Regions from separate parts of the Oryctolagus cuniculus genome. Here region 2 is linked to region 1. A link is a contact called in public Hi-C data. All regions are on one chromosome and are shown on one strand. The core of a region is the stretch at or near the end of the contact, and the rest is flanking DNA. Distances in the headings are between cores, read along the strand shown.

What was found. A called contact is a pair of places that touch in the nucleus more often than the background predicts.
Region 2: a contact with region 1 is called in a Hi-C map of psoas muscle, with 4 times the contacts expected there. The contact joins the enhancer-like site here to the promoter of CTR9 in region 1. A contact is called at or near these places in 3 of 6 Hi-C or Micro-C datasets (ear pinna, psoas muscle and an unstated tissue).

What each region holds. Positions count from the first base shown.
Region 1 is chr1:55,409,705-55,416,776 of mOryCun1.1, reverse strand. CTR9 (CTR9 homolog, Paf1/RNA polymerase II complex component) reads left to right here and starts at 2,876. Exons shown (of 25, transcript XM_002708814.5): 1 at 2,876-3,262; 2 at 4,584-4,682. The coding sequence starts at 3,218.
Region 2 is chr1:55,773,785-55,781,174 of mOryCun1.1, reverse strand. No RefSeq gene overlaps it. Among named protein-coding and RNA genes, the nearest start is that of AMPD3, 41 kb to the right of the region's middle. Within about 2 kb of position 4,809, at least 1 of the 8 cell types and tissues checked has an H3K27ac peak or open chromatin away from gene starts, as enhancers often do.

The DNA of each region.
Region 1 (7,072 bases), core at 1,627-4,126:
CCCAAGTACTTAGATCCCTACCACCCACATGGGAGACCCAGATGAAACTCCTGACTCCTGGCCTCAGCCTGGCCCAGCCCAAGACATTGCAGCCATCTGGGGAGTGAACCAGCAAATGGAAGATTGATCGATCTCTCTCTCTCTCTCTCTCTCTCTCTAACTCTGACTTTCAGAAACATAAATAAAACTTTTTTAAAAAAGAGAGAGAAATATATACTATTATCCCAAACTGCATATAGTTCAATGCCAAGTGATTTTTGAAGACAATGAGAAAAGTATGATGGAGGGAGAGCTTTGTAGAAGGATGGCAGCGAGGCGGGCTGTGGAGGAATTGGTAAGTTGTCATGCTAGTACATGTTCCATCGTCGCTTAGAGTGTTATTCTGGCCAGGATTCTGCCCAACGTGTCCCCTGTGCCGGAAGCAGCCTCCCTGCAATTCTGCCTATGTAGATCCTCCCCAGCTTTCAAGACCCACATCAGTCCTCTCCTCTTTCCTTCCTTCTTTCAATGAGGATCAGTAACAAAATCCTTCCAAGAAGAAGGGAGGATTTAAAGCCTATTTTCTTTATTTTCATAGAGACAAACAGAAAGTGAGCTCTCTTGCACGGTTCCACTCCCCAGATGCCCACAACAGCCAGCCCTGGACCAGGCCCAAGCCAGGAGCCCAGAACTCCATCTGGGTCTCCCATGTGGATGGCAGGAGCCCAACTATTTGAGCCATCCTCAAGTAAAAGTTGCCCATCAGCAGGAAGATGGTATCAGAAGCAGAGCTGAGATTTGGACCCAAGCACTCCAACGTAGGATGCTGGCATCCCGAGTGGTGGCTTAACTGCTGTCCCCTAGCTGGGGGGTATGACCACCCCCACTCCACTCCCACCTCTACCCCGGTCACCCCACACCAAAGACAAAATCACTGTACCACGTCTTGGGGTTGTTCCTGGAGATTAAATAAGTATTGGGATACCCCCTTCAGATACAAGTAAGCTTTCAGCTCCTATACGTGACTATTATTTAATTACTACGAGAAGAAGTAAGGATCAATCAAAAAGGTTAAGGAACTTGCCCCGGCAGCCCAAAGACACTCGCACTTAGGGATCAGTTCTGTGCTCGGGGATTCCCAGAGTAAGCAGGTGATAGCAAACCAAGCCTGCCTGAGATACAGACCTGCTGCGCAGCCACTGTAACTGTTACGCCCAGAGACCAGGCTGTCACGTGTGCTCGCTGGTGCAGTCGCTTTCAGTCCCCCGTTACTTAGGACCCGACCCTCTAATGCAGTCTGCACGTGAGCATCAAAGCGCAGACGGCTGCAGCGTGGAAAACAGCATCCTACTCTCGCAGAGACCTGGGCAGTCTCCGCAGAGGCTTAGGTGCTTGGTATCTGGGTTAGTAGACGGCTCTGCTATGCACTTAGAAGGACAGTCACAGGGCTTGCTGGTTTTATCCAGCAAATCCAGGCGTTTTTAGGTATTCTAATCTGCTGGGAAAAAATTCCTGTGTTGAAATCTTAACTCTAGTGTAGCTCCAAATGTGGCTATAGTTAAAGACAGGGTCTTTAAAGGGGTAATGAAATTAAAGTGTCACCAGGAAGAGTCCAAATCCAGTATGACTCGTGTTCTTAGAAGAAGATGTTAGAATTTGGATGCACACAGGGAGCTAACCCTGCCAAGGCACAGGGAGACAGCAGTTGTATATAAGCCAAAGAAAGAGCCCCATAGGGTTGACAAGTACGTGAAACAAGTATGTGAAAAAATGTAATTAAAAGATAAGGATAGGGGTTTACATTGAGGCTTCGTGGGTTAAACTGCCGCCCATGACACCAGCATCCCATATGGGCACCAGTTCATGTCCAGGCTGCTCCACTTCCAATCCAGCTCCCTGATAATGCACCTGGAAAAGCAGCAGAGGCTGGCCCAAGTGCTTGGGCCCCTGCACCCACATGGGAGACCCAGATGAAGCTTCTGACTCCTGGCTCCTTGCTTCTCCCTGGCCCAGCCCCCAGCCATTGCCAACATTTGGGGAGTGAACTGGTGGATGGAAGATTCTCTATCTCCCTCTCTCTGTGTAACTCTGATTTTCAAATAAATAAATGAAGAGAAGGGGGATGCATCTGAGAGATACTCGGGCATTACAACTGACACTAAATTTACTCAATGACTTTCCTCTCTGATTTCATCAAAACACTGGCCGCAAACTAATTTAATTTTTTAAGGTTTATTTTTATTTACTTGAAAGAGTTACAGAGAGAGGTAGAGACAGAGACAGAGAGGTCTCCATCAGCTGGTTCACTCCCCAAATGGCCGCAATGGGGAGCTGAGCCAATGCGAAGCCAGCAGCCAGGAGCTTCTTCTGGGTCTCCCACGTGGGTGGAAGGGTCATCCTCTGCTGCTTTCCCAGGCCATAGCAGAGAGCTGGATTGGAAATGGAGCAGCAGGGACTCGAACCAGAGCCCATATAGGATGCCAGTGCTGCAGGCCGGGGCTTTAACCCGCTGCGCCACTAATTTAATGAAATGACTAGTTACAAATCTTAATCAAAAGGTTTATCAAATTCTCCCAGAATTGTATGTCACAAATATAGCAGGTCCTCTGTATTTGCATCAAAGAACCATGTTTTAAAATACACAAATTATCGCCAGGACTACAGATTCATTGTAACATTTCTTTATAAACAGGTGTGACTGGCGCAGAACAGATGCTGGATGATCGAGGTGCGGAATGAAGATCAGCGCTGAATTATCCGCAACAATCTCAAGAAGAAAGCAAGACTGGCCGGGCCCATGCAGAGGCCACGTCAGTCAGGGGCTTCTCCTGGCGCAGCACGGAGCGGCTACGCCTGCCCAGGTTTATCTGGGCCAGGCTCCGAAGCCACAGGCCTCGAGGATCTCGGACCACAGACAGCCGACGGGGCCATCCGCAACCTTGGAGCTGTCAGCCCGCAGAGGGCAACACCTGAGCCACCGGCAGAATTCGCGTCGGGCCCGCCCCCTCACGGGAAGTGCTTCCGGGGCGGGGGGCGGGGCCCCGGAAGTGGCCGGTAACCGTCCGCTGCTCGTTGTTTAAGCCGCTGACGGGAAGGAGAAAGCCGGAGCTCCGGCGGCGCCGCGGGGCGGCAGTCACGGCCAGAGCCAGGCCGTCGCGAACCTCTGGACTAACCAGAAGCGAGGACAACCGACTGCGGAGCGGCGGGGCGAGACGCCCGCTCGCTTTCTGATCCCACCATGTCGCGAGGCTCCATCGAGATTCCCCTCCGGGACACTGACGAGGTAGTGCCGAGCGTGAAGGGGGTGGGGGCCGTGAACTTGGAGGATCCCTTCCCCCCAAACCCCGACTTTGCTAGACTCCGTTTCCGAAGCGAGAGCACCTTCCTCCCCAGGAGCCGCGTCGAGTTCCCCAGGCAAAGCTCCGATCACCTCCCTCCCCAGCCCTTCTCCCTCCCAGGCTAGGAACTCCGTGTCCCGGCAGCCCCGGGGCCGCTCGCAAAAGGAGTTCTTGAAAGTTGCCCCTCCAACCTGTCCGTGTTCGGCAATGCCCTCCTGTTCTCCTAACTGGTGCCCGAGCGCAGAGGTGTGAGAGTACCCGGTCAGCTGCAAAGCACCCGGCAGATGACAGAGGTGGGCGCCGAGGTCCCCGAGATCCGGCTGCCGCTGCAGCTCGGTGTCTTCTGGGAATGCAGGGGAGATTGCCCCTTCACCCTTGGAAACTCGAGTCTGTCACGGTGCGCGCTGCTGTATGCGCTGTCCCTCAACCAGCGCCTCGTTCGTGGGTGGCCCGTGGCTCGTCTGAAGGAAGCGCTCAGCTTTGATGTCCAGTCATCTTGGAGTTTTCATACTGTTATTTGTTTTACCATACAATCAAGGAGTTCTGAGTGTAGTCACAGAGTTGTGTATCATCGTCTCCAATTCCGGAACATTTTTCTGTAATTTTCATGCCCACATTCAGGAGCGTCTGTGATACACAGAAGCTGCCTCCATGATTAATGTGTACAGAGGTATGCAACTGTGCACGGCTTCGCAAGGTGTCAGACCTGTGGCATCAACCGTTTTCAGGGGGCTTAACTGCACCTTAACCTGTGTTGTATGTTAAGTAGCATTTTGTTCTGTTGCTTTTGAGTCAGCATTTTATAGCTCTAGTGATGTGGGAACAGTTGGCAAGATTGTTTTCTTCTCCATATTGTTACTGTAATATTGAAGTATAGCATCTTTGTCACATACTCTCTAAATGTTGACATGAATTGGCTCAGTGCCAGTGCAGGTGAGCTCAGACTCTGTATCTACACATATTGACAAATGTTCAACAATAGCCACAATCACAGAAGAAACGTCACTTTCAAAAGGAAATAAGAGGGGCCGGCACTGTGGCACAGTGGGTTAAGCCACTGTCTGCAGCGCTGGCATTCCATGTGGGCACCGGTTCGAGTCCTGGCTGCTCTACTTCTGATCCAGCTCCCTGCTAGTGAACCAGCAGATGGAAGATTGATCTCTCTCTTTCCCTCCCTCTCTCTGTAATTCTGACCCCTACATAAATAAATCTTTAAAAAAAAAAAAAAAGGAAATAAGAGATAAAGCCTACATTTTGTGTTTTTAGGTCATTGAGCTTGACTTCGATCAGTTACCGGAGGGAGATGAAGTTATCAGTATTTTGAAACAAGAGCACACACAACTGCACATATGGATTGCTTTGGCGGTCAGTATAATAAATCATTTCTATTTGTTGATCGGGGAAAAATGTGTTCTCTGTTTTCAGATATAGAACTGGCCAGCTTGGGTTCATGATAAATAAATTAATTGTTGATTATATTATTTGTGGAACAGTAAGACCATTTCCTAAATTATGTGCAGCAGCTCAACTGGTAAATTAGTATCTGTTGGTAGAGGCAAAGTTCACCCTCAGTAAGGAGTATTTGGTTGTTGGGTGGTTATTTAATACAGCTGGTTGTGGGTTATGGCTAAGCTGAGAAGAATTAAGATACTGCAGTGTGGACATGGCCACCCACATTGCTCTCCAGAAAGTCAAAGATTTCACTACAAAACTCTACAAGGTGATTAGGTTCCAGGCTAACCCACACAAGCCATTTTGGTCAAAGCTTATCACAAGCTGATGGGTTTTGTCCTGTTTGGTGACCTCCATACTCTGAATGTTTATGAAGAACCTTGGGAAAATCTCAGAAAGGCCACATCTCATCTGTACCCTGCGCTCCAGGGCTGCTGCACTGCGATGCTTCCTCTTACAGGGCAAGGCAGTGTCAGCACCACCCTCACTGTTCGCGAGCAGGCTGCCTTCATATATGGGGGAGGATCCCAGTATGGCCTAGAAGGGCCGGAGGAGTAGGCCTGCAATTGGGCTTGTCGCTAGTATGCAAGCCTGTTCTGAGTATCTTCCCTTTGGATGTGGAGAGGTGAAAGAGTGCTTTCAGTAACAAGTAGTGCCATCCTGACTTAAATTTCAAGTTTTCCTGTTTCATGAAGACCAACCCATGACTACTTATCACACATTTTTTAAAACCAGAAGGAACTTTGGGTTGTTTTTAGTTTATCTGCCTTCTTTAGCAGCGCCAATAGGGAAATTGGAGTACTGGAGAAATTGCATGGTATCTGTGGTAGAATATATTAGTGAAACTGTGGAATATAGGTTGTTACAGGGGAAAGAGTATGGCTTTGGGGTTAGAGGCTTTTGTCCAAATCCCAGCTTGGCTGCCGAGTAGATGTGTGACCTTAGCCAAGTGGCTTAACTTCTGAACCTGTTTCCTCCTGTAACATAGGGGGGTGTTTGAGTCCCTACTTCATAGGGTGGATGTAGATCAGAGAGAAATGTATGTGAAGTTCCTGTTTGGACTGTGACCCACAGTAGGTGGTTAATAAATGATAGATACTGCTTTTTACTATTTATCAGTGAAACACACTGGGGAAGTTATTCAGTAGGCCCAAGTCACAGACAATTTTTGGTTGATCTGGAACCAGAACCCAAGTTCCTTGCCTTTGAATTCTTTATGACTTTTTCTCTCAGTCTCTGCTAATTTAAAGATTAAAGCCTGAGGCCAGTGCTGCGGCTCAATAGGCTAATCCTCCGCCTGTGGTGCCGGTACCCCAGATTCTAGTCCCCGTCGGGGCACCGGATTCTGTCCCGGTTGCTCCTCTTCCAGTCCAGCTCTCTGCTGCGGCCTGGGAAGACAGTGGAGGATGGCCCAAGTGCTTGGGCCCTGCACCCTCATGGGAGACCAGGAGGAAGCACCTGGTTCCTGGCTTCGGATTGGCGCAGCACGCTGGCCACAGTACGCCGGCCCTAGTGGCCATTAGGGGGTGAACCAACAGAAAGGAAGACCTTTTTATCTGTCTCTTTCTGTCTAGCTCTGCCTGTCAAATAAAAAAAAAAGTTAAAAAAAAAAAGATTAAAGCTTGAAATCAACTACTTCTTGTTAGGAAACAGATTGGAAACATTTTTAATAGCCCCAATTTTTTAACAGCTGTAATAAAATCTAATTGATCTAAAATAGACTACACATATTTAAAGTTTCCTGCCTTAGTCCATTTCTGTTGCTATAAGTGAATGCCACTGACTGAGTAATTTAGAAAGAATAAAGGCTTGGCTCACACTTTTGGAGGCTGGGAAATTTAAGATCTGTTAGCTATTCTGGTGAGGTCCTTTTTGCTGGTGGGGACCTGGCAGTGTCCAAGGTGGCATCTGTTGAAGACAGCATACTTGCCAGCTCTGGTCTGTCTCTCATAAAGCCACTATTGCAGTCATGGGGTCCCTTTCACATGACTTTCATCTAATCCCGCTTACCTCCCAAAGGCCACATCTTCAGGTACCATTAACACGTGACTTTGGGGATTAAGAGTTAACCTAAGTCTTGAAGGAACAAGTAGCCAGACCCTAGCTTGTGCCACTTGTTAGGTTTGGTTGTGTTTATGTACCTGTGAAGCCATCCCCATAGTCATCATGATGAATATATCCATCACCCCCAAAAGGTTCTGCTGTACTGGTCTTCCCCACTTTGTCTGTGCAAGACAACCATTGATCTGCTTTTGGTCACTGAAGATTTATATTTTCTGGAGTTTTATAAGTGGAATTGCATA
Region 2 (7,390 bases), core at 3,560-6,059, 360 kb before region 1:
GGTGGGCTTGTGCTTCTTTCTGTTGCTCACCTTTGCTCCGCTCTTCACTTCCGGACTCTCCTCCACCCTCATAGAGTGAAGTGCGCAGGGCGTGATTGTGTTGCTGACCGCTGGGGAACACGGGTGGCTCAGAGAGAAAGGTAGAGAGGCTTCTGGGTGCGTTGGCTGAGGGCCCTTCTTGGGGTCACGAGGCTGTGGCTGTCAGTTCCAAGGAGGAGGCGGGGGGAACCAACACTCTGCTGGGCCAGGAGAGGGCAGATTGCTAGAAGGTGATTTAGAGGTGTTACGTTGACACGAAGGAAGATTACGAGAACGCTGTTAAAGCACAGGGTTTACTTGTGAAGATGATGGTCAAGGTGTGGCCCCTGCTGGTCCTTCTCCCTCCACTGTCCATCGCCTGTCCCCAGGTCCTTCTGTCTGAGGTTCGGGCTGGTCCTGGCCCTGGGGCCGGGTGATGCACTTGGGGAGGCAAGGCGACAGCTGTGGAGACTTCAATCAGAGAGACCTCTCTGGGGCCACTGGGGCTTGAGAGTGGCTGGCGCAGGATGCTGGGGGCTCAAAACCACCACTGCCCCTCTCTTCCCCCTCCAGCTCTTATGATCTTATAGAGTTAGTGTACCTTCCCTGGACAAAAGGACCAAAGGCTTCCCATCTTTCTCTGGGTAAAACCCAAAGTTCTGGTCCTGCTAGTTTTTCATCACTCCAGCTAATGCCCAGAAGAAACTGCTTATAAAGTGAAGAGGTTTATTTTGGCTGACAGTTTTGGAGGTTCACAGTCCAAGGTTAAGCCAACCTAATTGGCTTGGGTGGAGGATGGCAGTGGTGACGGTGAGCAGAGGGACCCCATGGTAAGCCAGGACACAGAGGGGGAACAAGGCCCAATTTGGCTTTCAAAGCCAACACTCCTATGGGAGTACCTTCCAGGGGCATTCCCTCAGTGACCTAAGGCGCTCCTACCAGGCTGGTCTCCTAAATACACGCATTGGATCAAAGCTCCACCTTCTGAGCACCATGACTGAAGACTCTGGGGGTTAAACATCTGTGTGACTGGGGGGCCAAGTCCTGCTCAGGCCCCAGCCTGAGCATTTTTTATTTTATTTTATTTTATTTTATTTTATTTTATTTTATTTTATTTTATTTATTTGAAAGAGTTACAGAGAAAGGTAGAGACAGAGAAAGAGAGGTCTCCCATCTGCTGGTTCACTCCCCAGATGGCTACAATGACCGGAACTGCGCCGATCCGAAGCCAGGAGCCAGGAAGTTCCTCTGGGTCTCCCATGTGGGTGCAGGGCCCAAGCACTTGGGCCATCTTCTACTGCTTTCCAGGCCATAGCAGAAAGCTGGATTGGAAGAGGAGCAGCTGGGACTAGAACCGGCGCCCATATGGGATGCAGTGCTTCAGGCCAGGGCGTTAACCCGCTGCGTCACAGCGCCAGCCCCTGGCCTCCATTTAAATGCTGTCCCCCCCCCCCCCCCCCCCCCCGTGAGGCTTTCTCTGCACGTCCTTCACCAATCAGACGCTTCCTTCGTCAGTCTCCCCTGCCCTTCCCCCTCAGCAGGCTGGGTTCACTTCTCAGCCCTTTGTCACCACAGCGGATTCTGCACCAAGCTGCTTACTGTCTGCCGCTCCCTGCCTGAGTGTAAGAGCTTTGTTTGCCGCTTGCCCTCCCAGTGCCTGGAAGAGTGTCTGGCGCACGCAGGCATTCAATAAATGCTTGTGGAGTGACTGCATCTGATGAGAGGAGAGGTTCTGATGACTTGTAGGCCTGACATGCAATCTTCAGAGAGGATGTTTGTCACATTTATCAACATGGTCTCTCAACAAAACCCATTTTCTAACGGTATTGTCTCATCAGTGCAGAGGACCTCCTCGGTGTCAGGCCGCGAGCCAGGCTATTCCTGGAAGGACTGCAGGGGAGGACAGGCAACCAGCTCAGCTGGCGCCCTGGGTCCCTGGTGTCAGGAGGGGGCACGGCACTGCTGGGACTTGCTCAACCCTCTCTCTGCATATGAAGGAAACACAGAGGCAAGGGCTGTGTTACCAGGGTTCAATAGAACCAATAGGGTATCTGCCTGTCCCACTGGATACATTTCACCTGTGTATCTATATACAGAGACACAGGGGTACGCCTGGTGGTATTATTTAGGGACTTGGCTCATGCCATTGTGGAGACCAGCAGGTCTGAGTTTGTAGAACAACCTTGCAGGCTGGAAACACAGGCGGCTTCTGTGTTGTAGTCTTGAGGCGGAATTCCTCCTGTGGCAAGAAATCTCAGTCTCTGCTCTTTAGGCCCTTCAACTGATTAGATAAGGCTCACCACATGAGAGAGTCCGCTGCCTTACTCAGTGTCTGCTGATTACCCAGTTAATTGCATTTGAAAAAACACCTTCTGGGGCTGGCATTGTGGCATAGTGGGTTAAGCCACCACGTGGGACACCAGCATCCCATATGGGAGCCAGTTCAGGTCCTGGCTGCTCCACTTCCGATCCAGCTCTGCTTCTGATCCAGCTCCCTGCTAATGCACCTGGGAAAGCAGTGGAGGATGGCCCAAGTGCTTGGACCCCTGCACCTGCGTGGGAGGCCTGGCTGAAGCTCCTGGCTCCTGGCTTCAGGCTGGCCCAGCCTTGGTCATTGCAGCGATTTGGGCAGTGAATCAATCAGTGCATGATGGAAGACCCCCTCCCCCACCCTGTAACGTTGCCTTTCAAATCAATCAGTCAATCAATCAATGTTTTATAGAGATACCTTCATAGCAACATCTAGCCTGGTGTTTGGTCCAGGTCTCCCATGTAGGTGGCAGGGGCCCAAGTACTTGAGCCATCATCCACTACCTTCCCAGGTGCATTAGCAGGGAGCTGGATCAGAAGCGGAGCAGCCAGGAGTTGAACTAGCTCTCACATGGGATGCAGGTGTGAAAGCGGCACCTTAACTCCCTGGGCCACAACGCGGGCCCCAGAATTTTTTATTTTTATTTTTATTTTTAATCACTTGCAACCAAAGGAGTCCTGCCCGGTACAGAACCCATGATAAGATGTGTTTTCAGAAAGACTGAACGTGGTCGAGGGAGCTCCCCCAAGAGCTCACAGACCTCAGTCCCTCAGCGGCCCAGTCGAGCTCATCTGGGGCTGACCTGGTGTCTTGGACAGGACCGAATGGTGGCCCCGCCGGCCGATGCTGCAGGAGTGTGCAGTTCTGACCATTCTTTCTTCTCTGCTGGGTTCGTGTCTTGTGTTCATGAAAAATGAGGAGCAGGGACAAGGAAGGGTGTGTAAAGCAGAAGAGGTTTATTTAGGAAAACAGAAGTGAAGGAGAAAACAGCAACCCTCAACATCGCTAAGAGGAATCCCTAAAGAAAGCAAAAGTGAAAGAAAAATCTCCCAGCAGCACCGAGAAGGGCCCCTAAAGGCGAGAGCCAGCTCCAAGGCTGATCATCTAGGGTTGCATAGGCTGTAGAAGGGGACGTTCTCATGACTGGGAAAGGCATGGTTTTCATTGGTCAATGGGATGATGGTTCCAATCGAGACTCAGCAGAAAACACATGAAACGTTGCCCCCAGACCAACAGAATTCTCGTCACCTAAATGGGTGACTACAGCACAGAACAGCCTTGATTCCAAAGACTTGCACATGCTATCAGCATCGTGCACAGAAGCTGGTTGCTCGAGTTTTCTGTTCTCCAGATGGTGGGGAGGGGCCCCCCGGTCCTCGACTACCTCGCCAGGAGTTTCTCTGTCTGTCATGTAGACCAGCATCCTGGGGAGCCAGGGCAGCTGCTCTATGACCCCAAGAGGGGCATGGCTAGAGTCCATGCACTGGGACACAGGTGCACCTGCTGTGCGGGGCCTCATGTCTCCGTGACTGGGAGGAGACTGAACTGATTGCCATTAACCGCGGTAGCCCAAGGTGTGTGCTCACGCAGTCCAAGGGAAAGCCGTCAGTTGGAAACCAAGACTAGGATTTGGCAAACACCCTTGTGAGAGCGGCTGCTTCTGACAGTCCTGCTTAGAAACAAGGGCCGGGAGAGAAATCCTGTGTCCCTTTGACGTCCATCATAGTTCAAGGTGCCACTCCTGGCTATGATTTAACTTTCTAGATAACCCTTCCCAGAATGGACTTTGGAGTTTCCATCTGGAAAAGAGAGATCTAGACAGGGAGTCCAAGTCCTCCAGCTTGCAGTGGTTCCCACGTGTGGCAGACTGGGATGAAGATGAGGGAGAACTGGGCACTGCCACATCCTATGTGCAATATGAAGTTTGCCGCATTTGTACTCAGAGCAGAACTGAAATGGCCTCGCTTAGGAATGGCCCGTAGTTCTCATTTCAGATGACAGTCGAGTGGGCTTCAACACACTTGTTGTCTGCATGAATGATTCTCAACTTCTGGATGTTCCAGTGTTGACATAGCTTTTATTTCTGTAATGATACATTGGTACCTTGAAATGATATGTCAGAGACCCCATATCCTCTGATTGCCTGGGACCTGGCATTGTTGAAGTCAAAGTGCAGAACAGGGAGAAGTTTCCTCCCACACCCCATGCTCCTCCCTCCCCACCTACCGTCCTTGCATCTGCTGGGGGTGGGGGTGGGAAGGGACTTTAGTAGCTGGTGGTTGGTTCTAGGTGATGACAAGGGTGGTCTCACTGGCTGGGGACGGTGGACACTTGGCCCATGCTATAGCAGGTGAAGGCACAGAGGGGTGGTGGCATCATAGAGGAGTAGCTGCAGGCTTGCCCTTCCCAGGCCCTGTGGAGGAACAGGGGCATGACTGTGATGGCTTTCCTGGGCCACCACCCAGGGAGGCACTGTGCCTGTGTAACAGGGATGACAGTTTTGCAAATATAAACCTGATATATCTAATTACCCCTCCTGTCACTGCCGGCCCGCTGACGCCCAGCTACAAAAATGATCACTAGAGGGCAGGAGAGACCTCGTTAGCAAGCGAACAGGTTTCCCAGCCTCGTCAGTGGCTTCTCCCAGCATCTGAGGATAGTACTGACTGATGTCCCTGTTCACAGCACACACCACAAATGAGAATGTGTGTGTGTGTGGCACATGGGGATGGACTACAGGGGCTGGGAACACCTAAATCGGGCTTAGTGAAAAGATCAACAACATGTTACAATAAATTCCAAAGTAGGGGCTGGCATTGTGATGCAGTGGGTAAGCCACAGCCAGTGCCTGGCATCCCATATTGGAGTGCCAGCTGGAGTCTTGGCTGTTCCACTTCCGAATCAGCTTCCTGCTAATGTGCCTGGAAAAGCAGCAGAAATGTCTCAGGTGCTTGGTTCCCTGTACCCACATGGGAAACCCAGATGGAGTTCCTGGCTCCTGGCTTTCACAAGGCCCAGCCCTGGCTATTGCAGCCATTTGGGGAGCGAACCAGCGGATGGGAGATTTCTCTTTCTTTGTGTCTCTCCCTCTATGTCTGTGACTCTGTCTTTCAAATAAGTAAATAAATCCCCCAAGAAGGTTTTTAATGATTTCTTCACATTTTTAATAATAATTGACAAGAAATTTTATTTGTACAAACTGATAATAAAAACTTAGAAACAACTTATAATCACCCAAAAATATATAGCAATTGAAATTAAAGACTACAAAAGCCCTTTTCTTCCATTGACAAATGGGATGTTGAAATCTCTTGTGATAGACATTGGATTTAGAGCCCTCCCAACCTTTTCTTTTTTTAAGAAAAGGATTTATGAGTTATTTATTTATGAGAGAGAGAGAGAGAGAGAGAAAGATCTTCTATCCACTGGTTCACTGCCCAGTTGGCCACGATGGCCAGGGCGGGGCCAGATCTAAGCCAGGAGCCAGGAGCATCATTGGGGTCTCCCATGTGGGTAACAAGGGCCCAGGCACTTTGGTCATCTTCCACTACTTTTCCCAGGCCATTAACAGGGAGCTGGATGGGAAATGGAGCATCCAGGACTTGAACCGGTGTCCATATGGGATACCAGTGTTGCAAGCAGCAACTTAACCCACCACGCCACAGCTTCAGCTCACTACCCAACCCTTTCAATTCAACTGTACTAAAATAATGGTGAAGCACTGATCTGCAGCCCACACGTGCGTTTTGGGGGCAGTCACCCTGCAGCCAGCTTCGAAGCCTCTAGAAACAGCTGGGCTGTGCAAGAGAAACAGCCTGTGCCTCGAGCGACCTGATTGTTTCCAGGGGTTCTGATGCACGCTCTGACCTGATGTGACTGTTCATAGCACCTCCTTTTGCACAAAAACAAAGTGTTCCCACTTGGTATTGATATACACAATGTGAACGAATCTCAAAACATCATGCTGAGTGACAGAAGCCAGACAGGAACAAGGACACACTGGATAATTCCACTGACTTGAGATTCAGAACAGGTCACACTAATCTGTGGTGATGGAACACAGATGAGTGGTTGTCTGGGGTAGGGGGGGTGGGGAGACATGCCACAGGGCACGTGGGAGCTTCTGGGGGTCAAGACCAGGTTTTCTGTCTTTGGTTGTGATGGTAGTTCACAGGGGATCACACACACAACCATCTGTGAAAAATCATGGTATTGCATATTTAAAAGAATGCTTTTTATTGGATGGAAATTAGATCTTATTAAAGTAGATTTTAAAAAAAGATTTCTTATATTAATTTGAAAGACAGAGTTACAGAGAGGCAGAGACAGAGAGAGAGGTCTTCCATCCTCAAGTTCACTCCCCAGATGGCTGCAATGGCCAGAGCTGCGCTGATCCGTAGCCAGGAGCGAGGAGCTTCTTCCAGGTCTCCCATGTGGGTGCAGGGGCCCAAGGACTTGGGCCATCCTCTACTGCCTTCCCAGGCCACAGCAGAGAGGTGGATTGGAAGAGGAGTGGCCGGGACTCGAACCGGCATCCATATGGGATGCTGGCGCTTCAGGCCAGGGCTACAGCGCCGGCCCCTAAAGTAGATTTTTTAACAAGTGTGCCAGTTTGGAGCTGGTTTTGTGGTGCTGTGGGTTAAGCCACTGCCTGTGATGCTGGCATCCTATTTGAGGACTGGTTCTAGTTCCTGCTGCTCTACTTCTGATTGAACTTCCTGCTAATGCACCTGGGAAAGCAGCGGAAGATGGCACAGGTGCTTTGGCCCCCACCAACCCCATGCGAGACCTGGGTGGAGTCCCAGGCTCCTGGCTTTGGCCTGGCCCAGCCCTGGCTGTTGCAGCCATTTGGGGAGTGAACCAGCAGATGGAAGATCTCTCTCTCTCTCTCTCTCTCTCTCTCTCTCTCTCTCTCTGTGTATGTGTATATGTCTCTGTCTCTCTGTAACTCTGCGTTTAAGTGTGAGTTTGGAGAACAGTTTCTGCAGACTGGCATGAAGAGAGATTCAGGCTGTTACCTGATTCTCTGAGCGTCAGAGAATGGTCTGCCTTTGCCCCTGG